Linked DNA regions of Dromaius novaehollandiae: regions 2 and 3 are each linked to region 1. A link is a contact called in public Hi-C data. All regions are on one chromosome and are shown on one strand. The core of a region is the stretch at or near the end of the contact, and the rest is flanking DNA. Distances in the headings are between cores, read along the strand shown.

What was found. Hi-C and Micro-C count contacts between places; a contact is called where the count stands out from the background.
Region 2: a contact with region 1 is called in a Hi-C map of liver, with 7 times the contacts expected there. The contact joins the promoter of CIPC here to the enhancer-like site in region 1. A contact is called at or near these places in 2 of 4 Hi-C or Micro-C datasets (brain and liver).
Region 3: a contact with region 1 is called in a Hi-C map of liver, with 2.1 times the contacts expected there. The contact joins two enhancer-like sites. A contact is called at or near these places in 2 of 4 Hi-C or Micro-C datasets (brain and liver).

What each region holds. Positions count from the first base shown.
Region 1 is chr5:25,988,457-25,993,345 of bDroNov1.hap1, forward strand. No RefSeq gene overlaps it. Among named protein-coding and RNA genes, the nearest start is that of IRF2BPL, 24 kb to the left of the region's middle. Within about 2 kb of position 2,140, at least 2 of the 2 cell types and tissues checked have open chromatin away from gene starts, as enhancers often do.
Region 2 is chr5:25,911,390-25,916,278 of bDroNov1.hap1, forward strand. It overlaps CIPC (CLOCK interacting pacemaker), which reads right to left and starts at 2,303. Exons shown (of 5, transcript XM_064512268.1): 1 at 2,151-2,303; 2 at 554-646.
Region 3 is chr5:26,054,958-26,059,846 of bDroNov1.hap1, forward strand. No RefSeq gene overlaps it. Among named protein-coding and RNA genes, the nearest start is that of LRRC74A, 46 kb to the right of the region's middle. Within about 2 kb of position 2,409, at least 2 of the 2 cell types and tissues checked have open chromatin away from gene starts, as enhancers often do.

The sequences.
Region 1 (4,889 bases), core at 890-3,389:
TTCTTACACACTTTGGCCATCACAGCTACAAAAATCTACTGCTACGTAATTCCTAGAGAGAAAGACTGCAATGACAAAGCGTTACCTTTCCAAAGTGGCCCTGCAGCATGCAAAACACTGAGAGCTCGGAGAAGCTCAGGGTGGCTACAGGATATGCTGCATTTTAATTTCGTGTTACTCATTGTAAGCTATCCGTGGATCGGTAGGGCTCAGAAGTTGTTGCCATCTACCTTGCATATGGGGAGTCCATTTGAAAGGATTTTAGTGGATCACAACTCAACTCCTGGTTGGTTGGTTTCTTTTCTGAAAAAAAAAGAAAAGAGAAAACAAACCCTGGATCCTAAATTCCCTCTTGTTTGCAAAGGCCGGTGACTATGAATGGGATACAGAGAATGAACTCCACTCCGTCCAGCCACTAACAGTAGCCAGGTCAAGGCTGAGCCGCGTTGGCAGGAGGCAGCGATGTGGAAAGCTTGCCCTGCCACTTTCTGTCCTGTAGACAAGCAGCAGATCTAATTCTCTGAGGATCTCAAGCTTATACTAAAATCCCAGTGGGAATAACCTCCCCTGACCCAGGAGGCAGTGGGATGATCTACTCGTCCGCCATAGTGGTGACTGTAAGTGTGGTTGTGCGGCAAGGGAACTGTGTGACAATTTTGTGATGCCTTGGTAGTGCAAGAAATCCCCTCCCCTGCTACGGTTGGCTGCAAGCTCTGAGAGGTATTACTGCTAGTGAAAACCAGAAGGAAAAATCAGAGTGTCTCTAATACATGTAATCTGCAGAAAAAATTCACGCTTGTATGCCTGTTTTAAGCAAGAAATCTGGCCCTGCTGCAGGATGAGCAGTGTGTGTGCTTCTGCCCTCTTGCTTGCTGTTTTCTAGGCCGGCACCCGCGGACACGCACCGAAAAGCTGGCCTTGCTCCTGCGCTGGCAGCCCCGGCTGACCTCTTGCACCCACTTGTCATCTCAGCACTTTCGGCTTCGGCGTTCCTCCTTAGATCCATTAAGAAAATATTTAACATCGGAAGAAAGGAAGGCGCCCCATGGCCCGGGAGGCCCGTCCCACTGTTCTCCCCACAGCCAGGCCAACGAAAACAGGGCCCCAGCGCCCTCCCCCACGGCACGCGTGTGCCGCCGGCCTGCCGGCCGACCCAGGGCGCTTCTGGCCCCCCTCGAAATGGGTGGAAATGGTCACATGTACTAAACCTGGCCCAAATCAAATCGTGGTGGCCTTCCACGGTCGAGCACCAGAAAACTGTGTTTAGAAGGATCTTTGCAAGGTGATTCACTGAGAAAGTAGTCTTGATTTTTAATAAAGCGCTGCTTTTAGAGGATTCTGGAGCGCCGAGGTTAAAATCCGCTTTCTCATTAGTTTTCTGTTTTTTTTCTGTCCGTAGTTCTCTTGCTAGTCACATGCGCACAAGTTTGTTATCCTAACAGCTGCTTGAGACTCCTGAACCATTTAGCGGGAATGTTTTATGTGCCTGACTTCTTATAAAAGAAAATGAGATTGCAGCTTTTATCTGAGGGGAGCTATCATAGCGAGGGGGGAACGGTTCAACCGCTAAGGCGAAACGCGAGGCACACGTTGCCTCCTCCGTGCCGGCTTCTGACCTCGGTGGTGAGGGCTTTCTGCTGCGGAGCTGCCGGCAGCCCCTGAGCCAGCCGCCCCGGCGCCCATCTTGCTGTGTGCGCCATTGCGCTCCCGCTCCTGCCTCTCCGTCACATGGAGCAGCAGCGGCGTGCGTTCCCCGGGCTCCATCGCCCTCCCCAGCTCCCCAGATACCCTGACGTGCTGCTTTCTGCACACACCTCACCGAGAGACAGGGAGAGCCGCCTGAATGGCGCGAGGGGCCTGGGGCCGGGGAGGGAGCAAGACGCTGTGGCTCTGCGCGCTGAGCCACATCTGGGAAGCGGGATGTCTCCTCCCTGTGCCGCCGGCCCCAATGGGCAGCACCGGCTCCCTGTGACTTTGCAAAGCAAATCGCCTCCATGCCGTGCGCTCTGCTGCTCTTCCTCCACCCCCTTCCTCCCCTCCATGGGAAAAAAGGCAGCAAGCGCCGCGGCGAGCGCTGGCCCCGGGCCGCTGCTGGTGGGTGCTTGCGGCGAGTGGGGCCAGCAGGGCTGGTGGAGGAGGGGCCGCAGAGTGTGCTGCCGACCTGCTGAATTATGACTTTAATGCAGTCACTTTAATAACTTGCTGTAGCTCCAACCACCAGATGCAATTTATGGCAAAGCAGGCGCCCAAGCATTTTTCTTTAGATGAAGACTAAGCAGATCTCTGATTACCATCCCCTCCCCCCCGCCCCGCTACCTCCCCCTGCTTGCACTGCTAATGGAAAAATGTTATGTGTCTGTGTGCTTTTTCCCCAAGCCCTGTTTTCAGGAAATGGTGGAGAACGAGAAACGATCCCGCGCGCGCGCACACACGCACATACACTCTTGCACGAAGGACCATTTTTACTCTCCGGTCTTCAGCCATGCAAAATTCCTCACGCTAGCACAATCTCTCCATTTCTTCTCCTAAAACCTTACAATCTCAGCCAGGAACACGGCAAATGCCGTGATTTATTTGTAGGGAAAAAGACCTCTCCCTCCATCTGACCAAAATCACCCAGAGTCTGACTGTTTTCACTGCCTAATGCAAACCCCACTGCTTCACGAAATTCTCCCTACGGTTGTGAAGGCTAAAAACCAAATGCAAGCCACCAAACAAATCAAATAGCTGCACCTAGGAATGATGACTAGGCAAACCAAATTCAAGTTTTAATGTTGTATTTGATGCTTGTACACAATAGCGATGGTGCACTAGAAAAGCAATGCACAGATAGGCAGACAGATAGCCTGCCAGGTTGCCTATTTTAAAGAACCATTCATTTTCCATCTAAGGGAAGAATTCTTCCTCCCACTCTCCTCCTCCCTCTCCTTTTCTGTGATTTGCATGATCATTTGCTGCATATGTCATGAATTACTGTTTGTCTTAGTTCACAGCTTCGAAGAAATTTCCCAAATAAATTTCACTGGATCAATAAACTCAGATTCTGTTTTCTTTTCTAAATTGAGGGAAAGGAAAATAATAAGAAAAGGTAAATGTTTTCTTTTTAGCCAATTGGAACAAAAATCAGAGTTAAACAGATGTGCCCACTTCTGAATTCTGAGGGTTCACATAGAAGCCCAGTGATTCAAGTGTTTTGTATTTTTTCTTTTTTCCCTTTCCTTTTCTGAAAAAGCAACTAATTGGAGCTACAGCCCTGAAAAATGGCATGTTATTGCTTCCAATCCATTGAAAGAGTGTCCACAGAAGGCATCACAGATCAGTCCTTCATGACCCTTAAATATGTATTGGCAAGGCAAATCCCTCCCAGGTCACAGCAAGTACAGTTTGCAATGACCTGCCTCTGCTCTTTTAAAAATGAGTAGCAGATTCCTTTAAAATGTCCAGCTTCTCCTTCAGCTAGAACAGTGTTTGCCTCTCAAGCTTTGAGATAGCACGACTAATATGTAGCACGCACTGCAAATTTCTTAGTAAAGAAGTAGCAACATATGGGAGCGTTCAAGTTCCAGAGAGAAAAGTATAAATTGGACGTTTCCATGTGAATTCAATCTGTGTCTGTCTAGCTGCGTTTCAAGTGACCTGTCCTCAGCCTGTACCAGGATAACATTGTTGCCTTGAGTACTCTGAGATGCACCTGCATACACACACTCAGACATGCAGGTATTTCTTTTAGGTGTGATGAATTGTCTTCGTAAAATTGAATTTATCTCAACTGACTATAGAGGGAGCCTAGGCTAGATTCCTAACTTTCAGAGTGTTAGAGTTAGGTGAAATGAATCTTTGCTCAAGCATTCAACCACAGCTCCTTGGCTTGGGCCTTTAGCTTCCTGAATTCCCAGATGATCTCCCCTCTGCATTTTAGCCAGGCCCACAACTGCTTATTTTCTCAGAACTGATGAGATGAGAGGCAGTTAGTCCAGTGAAATCATTGACATTTTATAATTATATAAAAAAAACATTTATTTGTATTCTCATGTTTCGAATGATGCCCTGAATATGCCTGATCCTTCTCAGACTTAAAGCATCCTCTCCAGGCATGACCATTTAAAAAAATCCAATTCAAAGGCTTATAAAGCCATAATGAAAAGCGTCAGTATAATTTATGACACGTGTGTCAGGAGTACATGTATACATTAAAAGCAGGCTGCTCTAATTTATGCTTGCTGTCTATAGGGCAGTACCTAGTCCAGGTATTGCTTGAAACAGTAAGGCTCCTTTGGGTCCTTGAGAGCTCTCTCTAGGCTGGCAGGATCGCAGGATGACTGTGCCAGGCTTGGAGCCACTTCATACTGCTTGTTGGTCCAGAGTGGCTACAGAGCAGCTGAGGTCTGAGGCTGGAAATTCCGGGAGTTATTATATAGTCATGAAGTTGAATGGGGATTTTTAATGGCAGGTAGGGCATGAATACAGGTATACTTCATGGTAGTATAGCTCATTCTGAAGGCTCCTCTGATTCTGCTGTGTTTCTTTTTTTCGAACCAGTCCTTTGATTAAAAATGCCTTGCTTCCAGCTCACAATGCCTTTTAAATGGCTCTGCAAAGCCCTCTCGCGGTTCCCAGCTCACATCAGAAGCGAGAGCTGGAAGTGTTTCACTGCAGAATAAACATATGGGCTGTAAATCCTGTGATTCAGAAGATTCGCCTGCAATATTCCCCTCTGCTGTTGCCATAGGTAACCAGGCTCTGCAAAACACCATTTACCCTGGAATGCAAGGAGACATGAAGCTCAGCAAGGGCACTCCAGTTAACCCTTTCCTAGCAAAAAGCCCTCTGGTGATTCCAGCAAGAACTGAACCGCTCCTCAATCTCATGTGTGTATATTCACACACACA
Region 2 (4,889 bases), core at 1,053-3,552, 77 kb before region 1:
TTAAACTGTCAAAAGTGTAATACCCAGTTCTGCTTGATTGTTCTGAAATTCAGAACCATGGGCGACTAAGATAAAATAGCAGTTATCAAGCATAAGTTTGTTATCTGTAATTAAATCAATACTCCTCTTAGTGAGGTGGGACAGTTGTGTATTTTAAATTTTTTACACTGCTGGTGAATTAATCGAAGACCTTTCAGAAGTAGAAGCATCTCAAGTGATTCAAAGAATGAAATGTAGATAGAAAATTAATGCATTAGAGATATTTCTCTATCCAAAAAGGCAAAACTAAAAGCTATTCATAAACAACATTTTGTTCAAGAATTAAGGTTGCTCGGGCCATATCTGTCTTACAAACTTAGCTATCCTGGGTAGGGTTTGCATCCTCAAACAGGTCAGCTGTGCAGACAAGCCCCCATACCATAAACGCAGCTGAACCCACAAAGCTTTGCTTTTGCTAGTTTGTTTCACTCTCAGAGTGAGGTATATCTCGAGATCAGAGAACGTGCTGGGGCTAGAGAAATCCATATTGCTAAATGTGCAACACATACTATACCTGCAAAGCACTCCTAATGGAGATACAGCCTTAGAAACGCCTCTTCTTCCCATACCTTTAGCCTTCCAGCATTCTCATTCTGAAAACTAAAAGCTATGAAAACCAGAAAAAAATATAGTTACATTATAGCCTCCCATACCAAGTACTCTTCACAACCTTCAGCTGCTTCCTAAGGTCTAGGTAGACTCTAACAGGACAGAATAAAGTTTCTGCTTTTCTTAAAGAAAGTAGCGCAGATGGTGGCTACCTGAAAGATGACAGGATGAACCATAGAAATTAGGTCTAATACTATTTGTAGAAATTACTTTCCTCTAAAACAACCCTTTAAAATTGTGGTTCATGTTAGAACTATAAATTTAAATATAAATTTAAATATAAATACAGGAACTCAGGAGTCCGCACAGTTGTCAGACCAACAGTCCACTAATGGTGGTATCCATTGCTAGATACTTCTAACAATATCGCAGCGGATACATTCTGGAATAATCTACCCCAAAAGGTGAGTTTCTTCTTAAAAGAAGAATTGTTAGAATTCTGCTCAAGTTCTTGAGACCTGACACCTCCAGTAATGAAGTCTACACATTAGGTAACAGAGCTAAGATGCTGGTGTGATGGCCTCTAAAACTACAAGACAGGCAGAATAATGCTCAACAAAAAAGAACTTCAGTATTTTGTCTCATTTCTGCTTTTTATCTTCAGTCACGTCTGCTGAGGTGCTAACAGAGATAGAGCCAACTATATTAGAGCAACATCTGCGGACTAGGCCACAGCTATCCTGCTCTGTGTCCCATCAACAGAAGCATTTGATAAAGTCTTATCAAAGAATTTTGATTTCCGATCAGGAAATCCAGTACGAAAAGTATATACTTGTATCATAGATGAAGTTACTGACATTTACATGTTTTAAGCAGCATGCATTTTAGCTATATTAAAAAACATAAACCCTGCTCCACCATCTCTTATCACTAAGAGAGCAGATTTAATTGAGTACTCGTGGTACAGACTGGTTTAACTGGAAGATGAGCTTTAAGTCCCTCCCTTAGTTACTTATCCCTCTCCAAAACGAGCGATTTTTTTAAAGAACAGGGAATGTGCCGATGATCATCGCTGAAGAGCAGAGCTGAGAACAGACGGGTGCCAGACGGGCACAGCTCTTCCCCCTAAAAAAAAGTCAGACGAGCCCCGCAGGGGCCGCACCGCCGGGGCCGCTCCTCCGGGCGGCGAAATGCGCGCCCCGGCCTGCGCTCCCCCGGCGGGGTCGCCGCGCCCCCGAGACAGCTGCTCGGCCCGCCCGGCCCGGCCCGGCTCCGCCTCGCGGCGCTCGCCCGCCGCCGCAGCCGGCGAGGGCTGAGCCCCCGGCCCCAGCCCCGCCGCCGGGCGCGCAGGGCTGGCAGGGCCCGCAGCGCGGCGCGGAGGCGGCCGGCGCCAGCCGAGGGCCCCGCGCAGCCGCCCGGCCGCGGCGGCGCGACGAGCGGCCCCGGCGGTCGGGCCGCAGCCACAGGATAGCGAGGCGAGGGGGCCCTAAGCCCCCAGCCCCCGCTGCCCTCCCCCGCCCCGGCGGACCGGGCCTGGTCGGACCAGACCACCCCTCACCTACCCGCAGGGCGCCAGGACCCGAGTGCCGCCAGGCCGCGCATGCGCGCTGCCGCCACCATGGACACAACCCTCCCTCATCGCCTAAACAAGCCCATCTCGGAAGAGGAAGGCTGCCTGACGAGGCTCGGCATGCGCGCATGCGCACAGCGAGCCGCCGCGCTCCGCGGCCGCGCTCGCCGCTGGAGCCGGCGTGGCCGCGGTGCGCATGCGCCCGGTCGCGGCCGTTGGTAGGCGGGAGAGGTGCTGCGGCGCGTGTCCGCGTGTGCAGGCGACGCTGTGGCGTTGCGCTGCCGCGTCGCGCTGCGGCTGCGGGGAGGGGGAGCGGGAGCGGGCGCGGGGCGGGAGCCGTTGGCGCGGCCGCCGTTGGCGCGGGCCTCGCGCCCTGCAGGCGTGCGAGCGGCGCGGGGCCCCTGAGGGAGAGGAGCCGCTGGGAGCTGCCTGACGGGACGTGGCAGAAAGCAGCCCCTCACTGAAAGGCGGCCTGGGCAGCTCCCGCTGGCCTTCCGCCACCTTCCATAGCCTGGCCTGGGCTCCTGAGGGGATGAGGCAGGGCGATTAAGGCCAGCATCCTGGAATGATGCTGCTGGCTTTTCCAAGTACTGTGCTGAAGAATACAGTTAATGGGTTTTGTAGAGCCTGTCTGATGCCAAGAGTGAGAGATGGCAGCAAGAGTGTTTGGACCGTCAGCCACTTACAAAATGAAGAAAGTAGAACTAAAGAGGTCCAAAAGATTTAGGCTTGTTTACTCAAGGAGAGAAAAAAATAGTGAAAGGAGGAGCTATCATAAGCAAATGAAGAGTAAAAGATACACTTATTCTTCTATGTGGTTGCTAAATACAAGCTAGCGAAAGAAATGTGTGGACTTGCTTTCCATGAACTGCAGAAAAACAAGGCCCAGTAAGCAGGTGGAAGTGGATCTTCTGGATTAATGTATACAACAGGAATAGCTATTCTTGTTCTAAGAACTCCATAAACACCACCAGCACCCAGAAGTCTGTTAGGATATTTTGCATTTGGTCATGAAAAGCCATTTCATTAGGGGAAACAGAGTTGAGAAGGGTTGAGCAAAGGGCACAGTGAATTCCCTGAATAGAAATGGATGAAAAGAAATACTTTCATTGTTATCATGGTCTTGTTAAAGAACCTGAAACATGCTTGTTAACAAAGGTCAACGTGGTCAAATAAGTTCCTGACCGGATAAGAAAAGGACATTTTAATGTCAGCACAGTTTAGAACAGACTTATCACATGCAAAACAAACAAAAATGGGATTATTTGAAATGATGCTGTCATTTTGCAAATGCAACACAGAATGTGTTCCAGTGCTAATTTAAAGTGCTGTGAGAAAATGCTAGTTACACATATTCCTAGAATGTAATTTTTGAGTATTTAAATACTAGAGTTGGCTCAGAGTTACATTTAAGCAGTACTTTGAGATGTGTGAAATCTAGACTGTGGATTTGGATCTCTTACCATTTATGAGGTTTGGGTTCGGAGGAAAAGCATGCTAAGAATGCTGTTGCATCATGATATGTGCTCAGGCATGGTCCTGGTTGCCTTATCCCCAGAAACAACCCTTACAGATCTCCACAGAGACCAAATTTCTAAGGATATGGAGTGCATGTGCATGTTCACTGAAAGCAGTTCATCAGAGACTGATTTGGGAAAGACAATCTGCCATTCAATTGAGGTGATTCAGAGCAGAATTGGGACTGTATGATACCAGGCCTTCATCTGAGAGACAGCAGGTAGGAAAACTGAAATACTGTATTATAAATAGAGACTTTTTCTTAGATAGTCTAGGTTAACCTCTGCTCCTCTGCTTTAAATAAATTACACCGTATCACCTGAATTCTCTCTGAATTCAGCTGAATTAAACCTTAAATTTAAATGGAACCTCATCACCTGAATTTACCCTGCTCTGAAATGTGGGTTTTCTGTGTTTTAATAATATTGGTGTCATTTTCCCTCTCTCCCCTTCCTTACAAGTGTTCTTTTCATTGCTAAAAGGTTTCCTTTACTGTGTGCTTTCTGTAATTACTGTCAGTAACAACAAGATGTTTTCCTTTTTTCATATGTCGCGCTGTGGTTTGTTTGTTTATGTTGAAGGCGAGTGTTTTGGCAAATGAGTACTAGTTTTTCATTCACTTCCCTGTTTATTTTGGTCATACAAAAGAAGAATTAAAACAATATGCCTAAAGTATGGCTGTATGTTTACTGAGTTTAGGTGTTTCAACATTTTTTATTAAAAAAAAAGGTGTTGAATCACTTCTTCCAGGAAAAGATGCAGCAGTCAGCTTTCTGAGAATGACTTAAGAGGGACAAAAGCAAGTAGTTATTCTATGAGGCTGTTAAATAATAGGTCTTGTGTGGTTACTGAAGAATTAATAAAGGTGATGATGCATGGATGCCATAAACTCTAATAGGACAAAGAATCTTTTGTCCTTACACAACAGTAGGAAGAAATACTTGGCAGAAGTACTACAGAAGTAAAGCATAGCCAGGTCAGAATAAGAACCTGATTTCATAATACGTTGGCTGAACTGGAGAGTTTAGGTGTTTGTCTGAAAACACCAAGCACTCAGTCTTCTTTCTATCCTGACCTATTTATTTTGCTATCACTGTCAAAATATACTTCAGTATGTACTGTATTACATTAAATTAATCTGCAAATACATAGTTTTATTCATCTCATTTTATTGAAGCAAAAATCTAACTTTTATGATATTTTGATCCTTTTA
Region 3 (4,889 bases), core at 1,159-3,658, 67 kb after region 1:
GGTGCCCGATCTGCAGGCGATGCTGGTCTCTTGCAGCTCCCTTCTCTGTCTGTTTCTCCAGCTGAAGCAGCTTTAGAGACTCGTACTTCACGTTTTGGAGATAGGCACGGTCATCCTGAGGGGAAGACAAAATGGCTGTCATGTGTATTTGCATATATTCCTATGTGTCCCTAGAGTTTCAGGCATTGATAACATACGGTGCAGTGCAAGCTGTGTGTGCAGGTTATATCGCACCGCGACGTACCTGCAATGTAGCAGAGGCTGCTGTAAGCCTCCGAGCGCACAGCCGCACGTACCCAGCCTCTCCTCTTTTACCACAGTGCAGCACATCCCAGCAAAGGGGGAGATTTCACAGCTGACCCCCCCGAGGCGGCCCTATTCCCCTGCCTGCTGGTGCTGCGCACTAAGGGATGGGGTGTCTAACGGAGATTCAGCTCTCACGTTGGTAGCGGGGGAGTGGAAACAGCAGCAGCGCGATTTCTGATGAAAGGGACCTCATGGCCCGCCGTGTCCAAAGCGGGAAGTCAGTCCCCGGGGCCTCTGCCCTCTCCTTCATCGCCAGGCTAGCAGGGGGCTCTGCGGTACGCGTGGGACCCCCGGGGGGGATAGGTTTTCAGCGTTATGTACACAGCCTGCTTCCTGCTTTTAGAGGATGCAAAATGTGCCAGTGGCTGAGTTTGCAGTGTTCCCAGGAAGACGGCATATATGGCTGCATGCAGAGGGGAAGGGGAGGGGCTGGGGAGGGAGCAGAGCACGGAGGAGAATTCCCTTTCTGCCGTGCAAAATCTGTCCTCCTCCCTCCCGTCCTCCCCCCTTCCTCATATTTTGGTATCTCCACATCTGTGCAGAATTTCAGGCACTTGGGGCTCCCAGGAGATAGCGTCGTTTTTGTGTTAAAGATGCTTATTGAATTTGACAAATGATGATTTATGACAGGGCAACCCGCATGGGGCGCAGTGAGGAATCTCAGCTCCTTGTCACGGACCGGGAATCTGTTTCATTCCCATCTCAGCTCCTCGACTGCCTCTCATTGGAGCTCTGAGCAGATCAGACTCGACAGATGTGGGGAATGTATTTCTTAGCAGAGAGAGAAGGAAAGAGTCTAAGACAGAAACAATGAGAGCGGAGTGAGGAGTTTATCTTCCACTGTTCCTCCTTTTAACCCACGACCACACCTCCAAGACCCAGTACGACCTCCAGAATAAATAAATTAGCTTGAACTGTCCTGGTAGCCTGAGTTTGAATACAGCTTCACTGAATTTTCCGCACTGTCATGACAGTCCAAAATCAGTTTTCAGGCCCTGTTTGCTGTCCTCTGGGCCAAGTGGGGTCTGGATCTTCTGGATGCAGCTTATCCAGATCTGCAGCAGCCCCTTCTTGCTTGTGTCTCCTCTGGCTATTCCCTTTCCGCTGTGCATCTTTGTCCTGCAGCACCCTGGCTATTCTGGTCCTGGAGCCTACATGTGGCTCTGCCTTTGCACTTCAGCCCTTGCCGCAGATGTGGAGGCAGCTGGGCAAAGCCAGCCCAGGTCTGGCAGGACTCAGAAACTGAGGCTTTGTGCAGCACAGTGGCTGTGACACTTCCAGGATCGGTTCAGGTCTCTGGATGTCTTTGCCGCTTTGGCGAAGTGCAGAGCCCAACCTGGTAAACCCAGGGGACACAAGCCAGCCCCATGCAGAACCAGTTGTTGTGGTTGTCTCAGGACCATACTCATGGAAGCAGGAGTGCTGGGGACTACACAGCAAAGACACCTAAGAGTTTTCACACCAATCATGCTAGATCCAGCAGGCCTATGAAGCCTGGCTTAGCACCGACCTGGCTGGGCTGCTTTCGAGCCAGGCAGGTGTCTTTCCACTGTGCAGTGAGCACTGTGGGTTCTGGGAAGGTCTGTTAGCGCAAACACTATACAGAAGCGTAGAGGCAGCTCACATCTGGCATTGTGCCCAAGCTAATAAACCCTCCCAAACCTGGCGTGCTGGGGAGCACAATGTGGAGACACTTGAATGGTCCTGTTGGGAACCAGCCCAAGTCCAGCAGGGTTGACCCTGAGCCAGAGCTAATAATCCCTGCTGGACTCAGGCTGAGCTTGTGCATAACATGGCTGTGTGTCCCTGCATCGTGTTCCCAGCACATCCCATGGGCTCCGCATAAATGGGGCTTTCCACTGTCTGAGGTATATCCCAGCCCCCTTATCTAGGATCATGGAAACATGACAGTAATGTCTTGCGAAGACTCGGAGGGGAGAGACAGTGCATGCACCAAACCCTCTTGGTGACAGCAGTGTGTGAGAGGCAGGAGGGTGGGAAGGTCTGGAGGGAGACACTCCTCTGCTGGCAGGGACACGAATGGTGCAGTGGAGGCTGGGCAGCACATGGCTGCTCCAGATGGAAGCCATTAACCGGGAATGTCTGTGATGTGGTCTGGAGCAGTGTAAACAAGAGCCATGAATTATCCAGCACCTTGTAAGCAGGGCTGGAGAGGATCCCCTGCAATCCTTTCCTTCCCTCCCCCTTTTCCTATCTCCCTCCTTCCTTTCACCTCCTCTCTCTTGCTCCATATTACTGTAGACATTTCATCATTTGCATGTGTGGTTAAGTAAGGCTATGCTTCCTTCAGTCCTCCTCCCTTTAACCTGTGCTGCTATCCATGGAAGCAGGGGAAAAGCTAGAGCTGGATAGGGGCCAAGGCCTCACATACCATCTCTGAGCTAAATCTGCCCTAGGGTGAGTGAAAACAGCTCACTGGCTGGCTGGGTACATCCAGCTCCCCAGGCACTCCTGCCAGCAGCAATTCCCTCCCAGTAGCCGTGCCAGCAACTCTGACTGGTCCCTTTGCCTCTGCTCTTGTCCCATGGGCTGACTCCTTAGGAAGGGGAACATCAGCAGCCTGCTGAAGGTCTAAAAGTACTCAGTATTCTGTCATAGTCTAAAACACAGTTTACAGTAGTGCTAATGAAGTATCCTGTCTTCTCCTTCTGGCTTCAAAATACTGTCATACCTCTCAGGCTGAATACAAAGATCAGGGGTAGGGGCTGAGGAGACGGTGGTCAGGCAGAAATCTCCCTTATGTGGCAAGTGCTGGTGGAGTGGCTAAAGTGACCATATTGAATGTTCCTCCCCATTAACTGCTTCTTCTCCAGACAGCAAAATCAAACCATGTGTTTATGTTTATATATCCCAGCAATTCCAACTAAAAGCTCTAGAAACTATAAATACCGGGATCTCTTCACCCACTATTGAAATGTAGCTATTTCTGGCAAGGAAGAAGGAAGCTATTTAATAGAGCATAGCAACGCTATGCAACATTTGAAGTAGTGGGATGCTGCATCCAGCTATGTATGATATGGAAAATTTAGGAAGGCAAAATGAAATTGCTTGAGTTGGTATATGAATTAACACTATGGTTCTCAAACAGGGCTACGAGTTCTTTCAGAAGCCGGAAAGGACTGCATTTCAATTTTTGTACCAGAGATGAGTCTTCTAGCTATGCCATGTGCCTAACACAGCACTGCCTTGTGGGATCATTCCTCACCACTTACTGAGCTCTCAACACCCCATCTTTTAACACCTATTAACCTTGGAGTCCCCTGAGAAAAGTATCATCCACTTGACATCTCTGTATCTGAGCTCTGATGAGATCACTGTTCAGGGTTAGATAGCTGCAGAGCAAATGTCACAAGGGTCTGAATTTCTAATTCTGTAAGAGCGAATTATGAGTTGTCCCATTTTAGCCAGCTAAATGCAGAATATCTCCATGGGGGAAGAGCTCTCTAATGCCTCTGAATACAGAGGTTGTAACCACCCCCCAGCCCCCTCCATCTTTATTGTTGGGGTGGATGTCATCTCTCCAAGGTATCAGATGGGGCATTGTGGGCCCCCTGTGGCAACACATGTCCCAGGAAGCTGCACAGCTTGGTGGCAAAATGGCTTTTGACGGAATCTAATATGGATGACAGTACCTCAGAAAGCAGATGTCAGGAGGAATAAGCCCTGGCCAGCTGGACTGCTGCATGATTTAGACAGCAGCCTAATGTCTCTTCCTTACCACCTCCAGGAGAGTGTCTCTGCTAATAGGGCTTCTTCCTGTCAACAGCCCTTCTCAGTTTCTTGAACAGTAATGAAGCAAAACTGCTTTGGGGAAAAAATGTAGACAGGAGTTGGCAACACTCCAGACCTTTCCCAGGGTTCTTGTGAGCACATCTAGAAGGTCGGACATTTACTCCAGAGGGCCATGGGATAACCCAGAACATGATTCTTCCAGAAATCACAGCGCCTAATCTTTATTAGTGGAGTTGCTCTGTACCCTTGGTGAATCTCTGTCCTATTGCAGAGCCAAAGAGTCAGAAGCAATGTTGTTACGATTCTAGCGAGTCCTGTGATTTCAGTTAGGATGCACCATTTTATGCTACAGATGAGACTGGCCCATTACTGGGCTGTAAAATGGTCTGTATAATTTTCTGATCACTAACAGTATCTGCCTGGGAAGGTAGTGGAGGTCAGATGTGGTAAATATAGTATACAGTTAAAACAGATAGAAGTTTCAAGCTTTAGGGTCACTGCCCCTGGATTCAGGTAAGAATTTCTTCCCCCGTATACTGCAGCACACCCTTGGCCAGACAGATTAACTGGTTCTCTCACTGTCTCACAGATATTCGTATGTGATCTAGTAACACTGTGCTCATGTTTTCAGAGGTTTTAAGGACAGTACAGATCATCTACTCTGGCTTTTTACATAACGCAAGCCCTGATTTTAATTCAGCTGGGGCACACTCTATTCATTTTTACTTTCAAAGATAATAAGGACAAAGTACGTCTTTGCACAGTCCTAGTATTTAGAGCTAGAGAAGCCTTAATTGGTCGCATTTCATCTGTCTCTTGGGGGTGGAGGA